Regions from separate parts of the Zea mays genome. Here region 1 is linked to region 2. The links are chromatin contacts, called in public Hi-C maps. All regions are on one chromosome and are shown on one strand. Each heading gives the region's core, a stretch centred on a gene start, on an enhancer-like site or on the middle of the called end of the contact. The rest is flanking DNA. Distances are from core to core; before and after follow the strand shown.

Region 1 (7,458 bases), core at 1,490-3,989, 270 kb before region 2:
AAGTCCTTGCTGGTCCTCTCCAAGGTCCCTAATCAACAAAACATACATGGCCCCAAGTATAAGCTCTAAAACACAATTGACTAGGTTATAACGAACCTAGAGATTTAGCTGTCATGCACGTGAACGTGTTATCGGTCCATGCATTGTGTGTATAGTTATGATGCCCTCATCATCCTCTCCCACTTAAATTGGAGTCGTTCTCGACTTGAGCTCATATTCCTCACCCATATATGGCTTCAAATCTGAAATATTAAAGGTTGGACTAATCCAAAAATCTAGAGGCAACTCCAGCGTGTATGCATTATCATGGATCTTTGTAAGAACTTTATAAGGACCAGCAGCACATGACATGGGTTTAGACTTTCTCAAATCAGGAAACCTATCCTTTCTCAAATAAACCCATACCAAATCACCAGGTTCCAAGATTGTGTTTTGGACATATATTTGCAAACACTTTACAAAATCATTCACAAAAGAACTAATGCTTCAAGCGGTTCACAAAAGTACAATAATTCTTGTATCCTCTTGTTTAAAGGCACAAGTTTTCTTTGTCCAGAACACCCTAGAAAAAAGTACAATAATTAGTAGTATAGTGTTGCTACATTGCAAATAAAAATACAACACTAATTTGCATGTAAAGCAGATTATTTGTCAATACAAAATACCTTCACTAGACAGTGATGTTGCCTTATCTACCAACTTCATCTGATACAATCAAGGTTACTCATTAGAACGATAGCTCATACAAATCTAAACATAACAAGATGATATGGTAACTATGTTAGATGCAACAAAAGCAACTCCCAAACATCAGTGCTAATGGTATGATGACTGCTCACAATAGTTCGTTGTCGCGCAAGCAAACCCTAAGGCCTTGTTCATTTGTGCCGGATTGCACCCGGAATCGTTCCAACTAATCAAAGTTTATATAAATTAGAGAAACAATCCGGTTAGGAATCGTTCTGACCCACCAATCCGTAGCAACCGAACAGCTTGAATGTTTCAGTAGCAAATAATGGTTCATATGGAAGAGGACCTCTGCAAGGTGTTGTACCTTCTGCAAGCAATTATGGTCACAGTGGAGTTCGTTCTCCAGCTTAATGGTATGATGGTCCATTTTACTTGAAAATAAATGCAGTAACCTAAAACTTGAACTTCAAATGAACTGGAGTCAAAGCCTAACATAAAGTAGAACTTTGTGAAGCCTTGGAATGTTAGGATGTCTAATCTTGGAACTTGCTCTCCTGGGCAAGTTGATCCAACGGGGGAGTGGAAAGAGTGCAAGCAAGGTTTAACTCGAGATGGCGATCGCTCTGTTAATCCAGCCTCTCAAGGGCACTATACGGGGGTATTTATAGGTGCCTGAGTGCCCAACGTCCCAATGTAAGGATGTTTATGCCCTCAGGCACCTGGACTATCCCCAGAATATTCCCATAAGGGAGGGTTATAGACTGTCATTACAGAAGAGCTAGCTATTACAAATCGGGCCCGTAACACGCTTCTCCGTGCGAGGCCTGTTACAGTGGGCTGAATCCCACGTGGGCCTCCAGGTCGGGTGAGGACGTGGGATGGAGAGACTTTGTCGTAGGCCTTCGTCTTGCAGTGAGGAGGACGAAGGGTGGGCCGCGCCGGTCATCTTGCCTCCGTTGGTGCAGCGAGGTGACGAAGGCCTGGAGCGAAGGATAGCGTCTTCGCCTTCGCCCCAACATCTAGTGCATTTTAAAAAATTTGGAAATAGACCATCAACTCAACTATACGAAGTGCCTGCATCAGGCAATAAGTCATATGCGTTTCGACAATTGTTGAACAGCCCTAGAGTGGATCATAGTGCAAGTAACTGCACCATTTAACAGAATCTGCAAAATTATTAAAGTGCTAGGTAGAAATTTGTGAGTTCTTGTATAGGTTGTTCAGGTATTCAGAGACGTAGTTGTCATAATCAGTGCACCTATTGTAACAGCAACAAAAAGAGGAAGAGGTAGTTTCCTAAAATAATACAAAACAAAATGCATTGACCTAAAACTCAATGTGTAAGTGTAAAATGCTAATGTATGTCTCTCGATCTTAAGACAAAGTCTAGAATCTCTTTTTCTCGATGGGATCCCTCCTGTGAGTGAGATCCAGACGCCGTTGGCAAACTCCACCGTCCTTGCGCACGCGTGAACTGTCCGGCTCGTCAGATAGAACTCTAGCCCCTGCGCCAGGTCGCGGACCGTTCGGCCCCTCGCCGCGGACCGTCCGCGTTTCCGCAGAGAGCACCGTTGACAGTTTTTATCGTAGTGATCGGTGTCCGGATCGATGCCAACACTTTCGACGAGTCGAGGCTTCTTGCGCGGTGTGCCTGCAATCTCGACGTGACGACACGGCGGTGCTCGACGAGAGGTCTTTGCTCTGGTTTCGACCTGACAGATGCGTGGCGGCTCCGCCCTCCCCTCCTTCGTCTTCATTCCACGGGCGCCCAGGACTTGCTCCGGTTTCTAGGAACTACCGTTGTAGTGTAGGAGACAACTCCTAAACTTGGGCACCCACGACTTGCCCTCCTTTTTACACGCTGCCGGTGCTCGACAGAGGATGCTGGGAAAATACCAAGCAGTAGCATCTAAATGATGGGATAGCAGATGGATGCTGAAGGACGAGTAAATGTAAATGACACGAGCTAAACTCACTTGCAAGAAAACTTGGCAGTCAGCGTGCCGTGCCGGTGAGAACGTTCCTCAATGTTTCCATCCCGTGGGCTAGGCTGCCGCGCCATGCCGCCATCAGGCTACCTGTCCGATATTTATCCGTCTGGCTTCGGGCGACCGAAGTTAATTATATGTTGTTTGGTTTGAGGAATGAGCTAGTCTATCATCTTCTCACTCCTCATTTTTTTTTGTTTGGTTTGTAGAATGGAATGAGTTAATCCATCATCACCTTATTCCTTATAGTTAGTTAGTTAGTACTAATATGAGGAATGAGGTCATCCCACCAAATTTGGAGAATGGACCCATGATGCACCGCCACATTTTGGATAGAGTGATTTCTCAAACCAAACACCTCCTTAGTCACTCGCTCACCCCGAGCTCGACGACGACGACGGCGACAGCTTTGGCCGGAGCTATACATACTTACGGTCGATCTGTTCTCGATTCGTGCCTCGTAACAAGCATCCTAAGGCGGCAAAGCAGCTAACGAACTACTGGTCCCCTTCTCGTTCCCAGGTGTCGCTGTTGGGCTGTTGCTAAAGGAACAAGAATGGAGGCAGGGCCTCCCTGCGAGCCTGCGCCGACGGTGGCAAACGGCAGGGACTGGTCGGAGCTGTCCCTGGACGCGCTGGTGCTGGTCTTCGGCAGGCTTGGCCCTGTGGAGATCCTCATGGGCTCGGGCCTCGTGTGCCGCTCGTGGCTCCAGGCGGCCAAGGAGCCGGAGCTGTGGGCGTCCCTGGACATGGCGAGCCACAGGGCGGTGGAGGAGATGGGCGGCGACGTCCTGCGCGGAATGGCCAGGGTGGCCGTGGGCCGCTCCAGGGGCCGGCTGGAGGTCTTCTCGGGGAAGCACTTCGTCACCGACGATCTTCTCAACTACATATCGGGCAGGTACATACCCTGTTAATCTGATTGTTACTCTCACCACACCATCTAATCTAATCTAATTCCCCTCTCTCAAGTCTCAACTACAACCAACAACTCCTTGCTGCAGGTCCGCGTGTCTGAGGAGCCTCAGCCTTGTGTCGTGCCCCGAGGTCACCAACAAAGGGTTCACCGACCTGGTCACGAACGCGCCCAAGCTGGAGGACCTCTCGCTGGAGCTCTGCCCGAACGTCGGCGGCCGCCACGTGCTGGAGTGCGCCGGCCGAGCCTGCCCGCGGCTGGCGCGCTTCCGCCTGCGCAGGGAGTGCTTCAGGTTCTCGCTCAACTACTCCCGGCGCACCGCGGAGGCGCTCGGGATCGCGGCCATGACCGGGCTGCGGAGCCTCACCCTCGTCAGCAGCAACATCAGCAACGACGAGCTGGTGGCCGTCCTCGACGGCTGCCCGCGCCTGGAGTCCCTCTGCCTGCGGGACTGCTACAAGGTCATCGCTGATGGCTCCCTGCGGGCTAGGTGCGCCGGCATCCGGGCCCTCACGCTTCCCGTCCCCGATCGAGTTTGGTGAGTCCGGCCGGCCGGCCGTCTCAGGAATTTCCACAACCACATGGCCTGGGCCCCCAGTGCTGTAGGTATCAGGAAGTTACACGTGCAACCTGATGACTCAGCCACTCAGGCTCAGTTGTCTGTACTCATATTTAGGGTCTCTTTGTTTACCCCCGGATTATATAATCTGGATTAAATAATCCTAAGAGGCAAACAAACAGTCTAACTTATTTGCCCAGATTATATAATCTAACCCCTTGGATTATGATAATCCATAAGCAAGTGAGGAGGTGCTTATTTCAGATTATTTTTTTCCCACTTCCCCACTACCCTTTCAAGTTTTCTAGAAATTACCCACCATTGCCATTATAATCTACCGAATCGTTTTTGCGCCTATCGGATCGGAGAAGCCCGCCGCCCAACAGAAACACGCCAGATAATCTGGGTAAACAAACAGGACTACTCAGATTATATAATCCTCCAAAAATAATCCAGATTATATAATCCATTGGGGTAAACAAACAGGCCCTTAGACTATAGTATATTATTATTAGCATATACACAGAAGCTAGCGGTCAGGACTTTGTTTGCAATGTTCTGGTAACCCCCGTCTCAGAATACCTACTCATCCATGTACTTGCGACCAAAAAAATCCCCTGCGGACATGTTATTTGGCAACTTCATTTTTTTGCCGAATGTTTCTTATTTTACCAAGAAAAAATAAACTAATTTTCCTTATAAAAATAAAAATTCTTTGAAAAAATAAGGTTGCTAAAATAGCCCTTAGGAGCAAAAGAAATGGAGTAAATTGGAGGGGTTAAAATCTCCTTCTTATTCAAAATCTCTACTACTATGATGAATGTAAGGAGTAGACTGTCTCCTATGGTTTTGTCATCTGCTTGTTCTGCCTTCCTGTAATCTGGACCGTCTGTATCCCTTCACACGCTCGCGTGCATCGGCATCTCCCTCACCCCCGCCTCCACCCAACCCTACCTTAGGCTATCTCCAATCATTCTCCCTCTCAAATCATCCTATTCGGCTATTCGTACTTTCTATTCATATTTAAATACCTCTTCCTTCTATTTCATCTCCTCTGCAACCATTCCCTTTATTCAGCACCCCTATACACTTCAACAGAGTTATTGACTTTTATACACCAGTTTTTAAAGTCTTAAAAATACTACAATATTTATAGTAATGTAATACACATTGTTATCAAATAAATAACTTTGAAAATAATTAATTTCACAATTAAAAATGCTGATGAAGGAAAGGGGGAGATTAGAGCTCCCCATATAAGGGAGGATTTCTCTCCCTCCCCTCGTTGAGCATTCCCCCGAGAAGGAACCGTTGAAGCTTGAGTGTGCCCCCTACGGGTGACAGGGTGAGCGGGATGGGGCTCCATTGGAGCTAGCCTTACTTCTCACTCCTCCCTTCGCAGTCACCGCATCCCACCACCTTTTCCGGGCGAGCCATAGCCAGCTCCTCACCGCTCGCGCGTCCGCCACCCGCGCGTCTCTCAAGGGCCCATCTAGGGCTGCTAGGGCTTTGACCCCAGCGTCGTGGTCGACGTCTCCCGCATCAGACACAACAAGGTCGTGCCCTCCACTTCCCTCGATCTCGTGATGCCATGTTGCCCGACACACTATCTTATAAGTCCATTTAGCGAGGCAAAAAGGGAGAGAGTGCGAGCCCAGTAGAATCCCCAACCTTGACTGCGCCCGGAAGGCTTGAAGAGGAGGAGAGGGAGGGACAAACGGGGCACGCCGACGCAGCGAGGAGGCCGACGATGGTTTGACCCCGACGCGTCATCACCGGTCACTAGTGAACGATGCCTATGCTACTACTGCTCCTCGCCAGTCGTGCCATGGCGGTAGTCCGTCTCTCGACCTCTCCCTCCCACAAACCGGTATCCTTATCTCCACCTCTTCCCCGTCCTCCCTCCACTCCACCGGCTTCTGCCGCTGTCGGCCTCCTCCACGGCGTGAATGCGGGAGAGTGATTACAATCCAGCGTGAACATTACGGTGATACTGTTCTTCTATTTATAGGCACGAGGCACAGCCCGAGTAAAATTACATATATATCCTTGACACTCATCTATTTTTATAATACAAAACATTAGGGACTAAGTAGTCTTTGTCCCTTTTCGGTCATCATCATGCTCGGCCTTCATCATTACATCAAAGCCGAAGCTCCTTGATTACAGCTTCGTCATTCATTCTTATTACCTTCGGGCTTCATTTTCACATTGCTATATAAAAAGAAACTTTCATCCCGAAGCTGAAGTCTCCTGTAACAATCCATGTCATACTGAAAACATACGGTCAGTTACGTTTTTGAGGACCTTCAGAGGAAGAAGGCCCCCAACAGTAGCCCCTCGTAGTATTGATTTGTTTCTTTGTAACAAATTTAGACTGTGACGTGAACAAAGGCCTTTAGCCGAAGGTCCGAAAAACACCTTCCCTTCGCTAGAATAGCGAATTACACTGACCTGCGGGACCCACCAAACTGTGGGGTTCTGAGTATATAAATAGAAGGTTGTGTTGTGAGTATTTTTCATGCTATTTGAGTTTCTCGCATTGTGTTTGTCATTTTAACCTTCTTTACTTCGTCGAGTTTGATTGGATTTTGAGCTTCGGCATTCTAGCAACCATTGTCCAACTGGCTGACGAGAAGAAAATCATTGACCCAGCGCTGGTCGGATTTTACGAAGCCATGGAAAAAAACCAATGTGGAGAAGATTGCCAATGAGATGTTAGCTGGGATATCTGAAAATTCTAGTGATAGTGAAAGCTTCGATGTGGAAAGCAGAAATGAAGATGCCGAAGATCGGCCATGGAGACCGAGTCATGTTGTCTTTGGAAAATCAACTATTAAACAAGGACAGATCGATGCAATGAGGGGGAGGTACTTTCGTGATATCTCAATCGTGAGGGCCGGAGGGGAGAATAATGTTCCTCTTCCCGAAGCTGACGAAGTGGTGGATTTTAGAAGCTTCATGAAAGCCGGGCTTCGATTTCCTCTAGACAAAATATTGGTCGAAGTTCTGAAAACCTTTGAAATTTACCTTCATCAACTTACTCCTGAAGTTATCATTAAAGTGGGGATCTTTATATGGGCCATGAGGAGCCAAGAACTGGAACCAGATGCAAGATGCTTTTGCAACATTCATGAGTTATCTTATGAGATGAAGGCTACCAGAAAGGAGCAGTATCACAACAACTTTGGTTGTTACAGCTTCGTGCCTCGATCTGAGGCAAGCTACTCAGTGCCTACGTTTCGGAAGAGGTGGCTGAGCTCCTAGGATGCAGAAATGGTTTTACGTAAAGAATGACCTAAGTCAGAG
Region 2 (6,825 bases), core at 915-3,414:
CCATACATGATACATTCAACATAAATTGACAAAAGTACAGAACAACATAAAGTGCATATTGCTGAATAACAAGCACCAAGAATGATTGAATGAAGCAGCTCAGCTTGTCTATAAAAAAAGATAATCCTAATCTTCCTCCACTTGAACAATGTCATTATCATCGACATTGTGGTCAACAACATCAGAAGCATCTGCAATATGAATTAGCATATATATAGTAAAATAAATCTGAGATAAAAACAAAATAGCATGTAATCAAGCTAAGCAGTCTACATACCTCCATCATGATCAACATTATCATCACTCACGGTGTCAATAATATTAGATAAATCATCAAGAAGTGAAGTTACATTATATGGATCTGAAATTGTAATTAAAAATCACATGGGGAAAATCAGTGACTAATAATCTAATATACCAATTAGAAATATAATTTACAATACTGAGAAGTGACAATTACCTTTTCTTTTGGCCCTTATCCAATCCTTTGTGCAAATAAGTGCCTCGACAAGTTGAGGGTCCAAACGGCTACGATATTTGTGAACAACTCTTCCTCCAGCACTAAATGCAGATTCAGATGCCACTGTTAATGCAGGAATAGCCAATACATCTCTTGCAATTTGAGTAAGGATAGGATAATTTGCACCATGGGTCTTCCACCAGCTCAAATGTCAAAGTAGTTACCTTCTTTCCAACTCAACAATGGATCATTATTGTATTGATCTATTTCAGATTGCTGCTCTTCCAATATCAACATTGTCCCTTAAAATGAACTTAATCTTTTTCTCTTTGGCTCCTCATTCAAGTCCATATAGCACTGAGATGTTCTAACAGATCTAGCAGTTTTAACTTTAGTTTGTTGCATAGGGCGACTTGTAGAAGAACGATACATGGAATGAAATGACATGTCACACATAAATACCCCTTATTCTGATTAGAAGTCCATAAATCCATGGTACAGCTAAATCGACAGTCAAGAGTGCAAAAGTAGTCAAAAATACTTTTCTTCTCATTGTAAAAGATATCCATGATCTTGGTCCTACTGCCCTTGCGACCAATTAATGGATAATTTGGACGCAAAGATCTAATGAAGTCATTTGTATACTCATGCTCACAAAAGTTGATTGGATACTCATGCATAATAATTGCAAGATAGTATTTTCTAACACTAGCCTCCTCATTATAAATCAAATCATCTGAACTCAGTTTCCTTATGCTAGGTTTCACCTTGTTTTCATCATGATATGAATAATAGTGGTTCCAAAGGCGTGTGGTACCTTGCTTGCTTGCAGCGCAAAGAACATCTATACAATACTTGCATGCTGCCATTGGCTTCTTGACAACCATGTCACCCACCTTTTCTTCAACAACTATATCATTGTAGTGATCCCAAACTCCTAAAGTTCTCTTCTTTGTACGCCTGAGTTTGGTGGATGAAGTTTCTCCTATTGGGGTATGAGATTCAATCACATCATTAGCTGCACCACTTGCTTCTTTATTAGCCTCTACGTTCTAACTTGCATTCACATTGGTGTTGTCACCTTCACCTAGTTCATTTTCATTTATAGATGTCGTTGACCTCTGTAAGAAATAAATTCCATATTGAAAATGCCTAGAAAAGTTAGTAGATTGAACTTATTTACTGACTGATAGGTTCAATAATATGAAAAGTTTCCTAGAAATATATGTACCTGCTTGTTTCCTGATGACCTTATGTGTTCTTGGAACCATGGTGTTATTAATCTACTTCACCTTTTTCCTTTATTGCTAGTTTCGTAAAACATAAGGATATGTAAATTTATCATGTCATTCACCGTTACAAAGCACCAAATTCACATGGTAAGGGCGGATTAGTGGATTACAAGTAAGGGCGCTGGATCGGCAGCAGCACCGGGTACTCTGGTCGGGTAGGCAGACAGGCTCCAGGCGGGCTTCAGGCGGACGACCAGGCCGAATGGCCGGAGATGAGCAGCAGCCGCCACCACCGTCGGCCGAAGATGAGCAGCAGCCGCCACCGCCGTCGCTACTACTAGTTTTAGATTGCTCTGCTCGATGCTCGAGTCGCTGTGCTTGTGCGGCTGGCCGGCTGCGCGTGAGCCATCGATCGGCAATGCATTTGCACTCCATGGTGGGCTGGTGGCATGGTCCGTGGGCTACTGGACTAACACTAGCAGGCCAAGGAGCTAGGACATTGGGTGAGGCCCGACTAAATGCTTTCGTGGGCTGTCAGCTGGCTTATGGAAATTCGGATAACCGGATGTATCCGTTTAAATCCAAATCCAACAATAAAACAGATATCCGAATCCGAATTCGGATTTTTTAGTCGAATTCGGATGTTTTCTCCTTGCCATCCATATTTAATTCGAATACGAATACGAATATCCATATTTGCCTCTTATGCGAATACAAATTCGAATAATTCAGATCTCCAGACATCCAAATCCATCCCTACTCCACATCCTCGGGGTACGGCCCATACTCCAGTCCATTCAATTCAAAAGCTCTATTCAATTGAATGTTGCCCCCTCGGATGTACATGCTCTTTGTCAGCTCAATCTTCACTGAATATTTCCCAATAAATTTAATAGCCTCCCCATCAACCTCACTGACAAAGGCTGCCCCATCCTGTCCACCAAGCTCAATAGCGAAGGTAGGACTCACAACCATAACATCCTTCTTGAAAATGTCATTGTTAACCGGCACCTTTTGTCACGCGACTTCACCAACACTTAGTCCACTGCTCAGTGGCCACAAATTTATGCAATATATTCCTCAACTAAGTCCCAGCCACTGCTCATCACTCTTGCGTGGCGCAACGCCACCTCATCCAAATCCTTCTCCTCGACATCGAAATCTGGGAAGGCAACGAAGGCGTGCGGCACCATAGCACTGGTCGTCGGTTGCGCCATGCCTGGAACACCTTCACCAAGATTCACATAGAACCACGACTTAACCTAGCTGCCCCACCTGTTCCTGGCCCCCAATTTTGCCAGTCTTCGGGGTAAAGGTGCAACTTCCAAATTAAGTCACCTTGCTGCCCACAGTCATTTCTGCCAATGAAGGCAATAGTGCTTCGTGAATTCTTTGATCGAAGGCTCCCCACCATAGGTAGTCGTCGCCCAGAGGAATTTGGACAATGCAACAATAGCGTTCAGAGTCAGTTGATGCTGCTAAACACCGAAGCGCCCCAAGACTTTGACAAAGAACGAGTGGCATGGGAAACGGAGTCACGTATCAAAGAACGCCTCGAAGACTACAATTTCCCCTGTGGGTTCGGAGTATTCTCGATATCGGGCACACGCTCACTCCTCGCTCCAAAATAACATAGCTGTTGGAACTCGCGTACGTGATTCGAGGAAATCGCTGACCGCCCAAATTCTATATTTTCCTGACCAGCAGCGCGCTGAGCACCGGATCCACCTGCCGGCGACGACATCACAATAGGGGGCTCGACACTCGACGACGACGATGAGGAACAAGGCGAGCACGTACCGATGACGACAGCGTGCAGTCTGCTTCACCCTAGCCATAGCGCGTGACGGCAGCAAGAACGGTGCATGAGTGGTGCAAGAGAGCTGAAAGGGGCTGTAGAGAAGACGAACACAAGGCAGGCACGGAAAATAAATTACCGCCTGCCCTGCCCTGCCCTGGTCCCTTTTATATCGTGCGGGCGACGCCTCGAAAACTACACAGTCATCCACCATCAAAAGTCGTGCCGCCTAGGTCATAGCCGCTACGTCGCCACCCAAGATCACCATTCAAAAAAAGTTGGTTCCACTTGTGACCGAAGACAACGTTCATCCACCTCATCTAAAGAGACTTCAGAATCGACTCAACAAGTTGAACCTATCCCTCGAGGGGCTGATGTTAGAGCAAAGGCCGAACGACGCCTCGATCGCATTTTCCCTCGCACACTAATCCACTTCCAAAGAGCCTAGTGCAGGGGCAGTCAAATAGGGAAGGAACGAAGGCCCTGCGATGCGTTGCAAAGACTACCAACCTTCGCGCTAGCGTCTTGACGGCGAAGCCAGCGGGGTGTACTCACCCGCGGTGACATAGGCCTTCGAGCGTTGACCAAGGACCCGTTAGAGGCGAGGGTGGTTGACTCCAATGAGTCAGCAAGGTCAGCGAAGGGTCCGTGTCTTCGCTCGTAAGGAAAGAGGACAGGTGTCAAGCCCTCATGCCGTTCGACCGCAGCGAAACCTGTTAGCGACTAGGCATGGTACTAATTCGGTTGTAACAAGGGAACTTGTACTTGTAGTCTTGTAATTACCATGTTGTACTATCATAGGAAATATAGTTGCTAGCCGGAGGTATATTTGTACTTGAGTCTACCAACTCCCGGCTACCCATATAAATACTCTCGTCCTGTAGTAGGATAGGACACGCTCGACAAGACATTTCACGCTCTCAGCCTACTGTTTTATTGTGCCACTGTCTCAGGCCCGAGTGCCTAGGTCACGTTTTTCCGTCCCAACAAAATAGAACCTTGACTTTATTGCAGTATTATCTCTTTAACCCAACTAATAACAAATAATTAATCTGTATAGCATGATTTTTTACTAGTGATGCTAAATTTAAAAGATATTTGCTAGTCTATTATCTAAGATTGTCTCCCACAGTCTCTCTATGTCACTATATTTTAAACTACACTTTGTAAATAGTATAATATAAATAATATTTTACACATCTATTTACACGCTCCGCAAACCATGACTAAAATATTGGTGACACTAAATTCAAAGAGTAGTGTTATTTTGCTTAGCTAGTATATTATCTAGAAAGCCAAACATTCTAATGCTAGCTAAATTTTAGCTAGTACTTTTAGCTTTAGGGTGTTTGACATGGCTCCAAAGCAGAACTTTAAGAAGGAGTTGACAAGAGTCAGCCAAATACTTTAACTCTAGAGTTACGAACTCTATTGTGTTTTCAAAGCAATAGTATAAATTTTTGGAGTATCTCTTTTACTGCTCCGAAAACTTTAGAAAAGCAACATAGTCATGGCAAATACGTATATAGGGCGAAGCTCGAATGTGGACGAGCCAGCTCTACGACGAGTCGCCACGCCAAAGGCCCGTCGTACGTGCAAAGCGTAGAGGAGCCTCCAAGCACGAGTAAGTTTTAATAAATAATAAGTAAATAAGTAATATAAATATAATGCCTTGCCCTGATAAACTACCAGCGCCACAGATCCACTATTGTCCTGCCTTAAATTACATTCCTTCAAAAGACAAGGCTAACAGAAACATCTTTCAAGGTTCGAGCCAAACTCTACTAACATTTCAAGTTAGTCTCTGTATAGGAAAGGCCATCATGCGATGATGTGTTTGTTGGATAAAAATATACACAAAGATTTATGACATCAACTTGCAAAATTCAGTTTTCTCTTATCTTTGAAAGAAACAAGATCGAACTCTTCATCCTCCTCTTCCTCGTAATCGTCATCATCATCCTCCTCATCAAAATTATAGTCATCACCAGCTCTGATCCTACCATTTACATGATTTCTTGCTCGTGTGTCGTCTAGCAAACGGTGATTTTCGGCATCAGTTTGTATAACTTCATGCCCATCGTCACCATCCACCTCTCCATCAGGTTTCACTTCCAGCTGAACTGGACCATTCCCTACCAAATCATTCGCTTCTTGTTCCTCTTCTGGTGTCTTGGCAAGCGAAAGTAGGATATTTTTTGCTTTCTGGTCTGGTGGGTATCCACGAGCTTCCATTTCTTTGAACCAAATGACAGCATTTCCAAAATCCGAGTTCCTGCCTTGTGCGTCCATGATAGTGGTATATATAGTCTGGTTGGGTTCAACACCCTGGATCCGCATTCTCTCATACACACGCATAACTTTCTCAAGATTATTTAACTTTGAATAGCCTTTCATCAGAGTGCCATAAACCACAACGTTGGGCTTCAGACCATCCTCTTTAATCCTACGAAAGAATTTCTCAGCTCCATTCATTTCAGATGCATTTACATAAGCTAAGACCATAGTTGTATAAGAGCAAAGATCAGGCTCAACCCTGCAAGGGTAAATGGTGTGACAGCGTGAGAAATCAATAGTTCGATTTATTTCTAAAAGTTAGGTAGAATGACATGGATTATACCTGTGTCTTCTCATTGCCCTGAAAACTGTATTAGCCTCCTCTACTAATCCAGATATTGCAAATGCATCAAGCAAAATGTTATATGATTTGCGTGTCGGCCTGCAAAATAACATACTTAAGAATAGTACTCACAGGAACGTTTCGATCTCATGCAGCTATTCTGCACTCAAATTTTATTTTAACTTCACGCATGATTTTCAACTTATCCATGGAATAGATTACTTTAAATCATGAAACAAGGCCTCTAATTTGACTTCCACAACTCAAAATGAACATTATCAAGCCTAACAATCATACATGTTCATATGTCAAGTTTTCATTATGCTTAAGAATTGCATGTATTCAACTAAATGTCTAAATGGAACACCTTTTTTTTCAGAAAACTAGTGGTAAACGTTTGAGTAGATCAAACAGTTTGTGTTCTATACTTCTATACCTAATTCCAAACTCTGAAGTCTCAAGTTCTTCACTAATTGGGGCTAGAAGTCCTTAATGAGGATTGAGGAAGATCCAAAAATACCTTAACTGCACTACAAAACTATGTCTGCATTTTTCTGTAGTGCAGCATGATGATCAAGCCTTAAGGGGGTGTTTGGGAGTGAAGTTTTTTCACAGTTTTGAAAGAATACTGCAGTATTCTCAAATACTGCAGTATTATATACAGAATGGTGTTTGGCAAGCTAGCTAAAATCTCTGTTTTCAAAACTGAAGTATT

The links. A called contact is a pair of places that touch in the nucleus more often than the background predicts.
Region 1: a Hi-C map of ear shows a contact between it and region 2, with 1.7 times the contacts expected there. The contact joins the promoter of LOC103641127 here to the enhancer-like site in region 2. A contact is called at or near these places in 2 of 25 Hi-C or Micro-C datasets (ear and tassel).

Annotation. Positions count from the first base shown.
Region 1 is chr10:61,606,207-61,613,664 of Zm-B73-REFERENCE-NAM-5.0, reverse strand. It overlaps LOC103641127 (F-box protein SKIP19), which reads left to right and starts at 2,739. Exons shown (of 2, transcript XM_008664497.4): 1 at 2,739-3,575; 2 at 3,679-4,310. The coding sequence starts at 3,235. The coding sequence ends at 4,132.
Region 2 is chr10:61,338,415-61,345,239 of Zm-B73-REFERENCE-NAM-5.0, reverse strand. LOC103641124 (pentatricopeptide repeat-containing protein At3g59040) reads right to left here. Exons shown (of 7, transcript XM_008664493.2): 6 at 6,111-6,209; 7 at 5,120-6,026. The coding sequence ends at 5,363. Among protein-coding and RNA genes, the nearest start is that of LOC103641124, 6.9 kb to the right of the region's middle. Within about 2 kb of position 2,164, at least 13 of the 20 cell types and tissues checked have an H3K27ac peak or open chromatin away from gene starts, as enhancers often do. A contact at or near this core is called in ear and tassel, where this site is marked.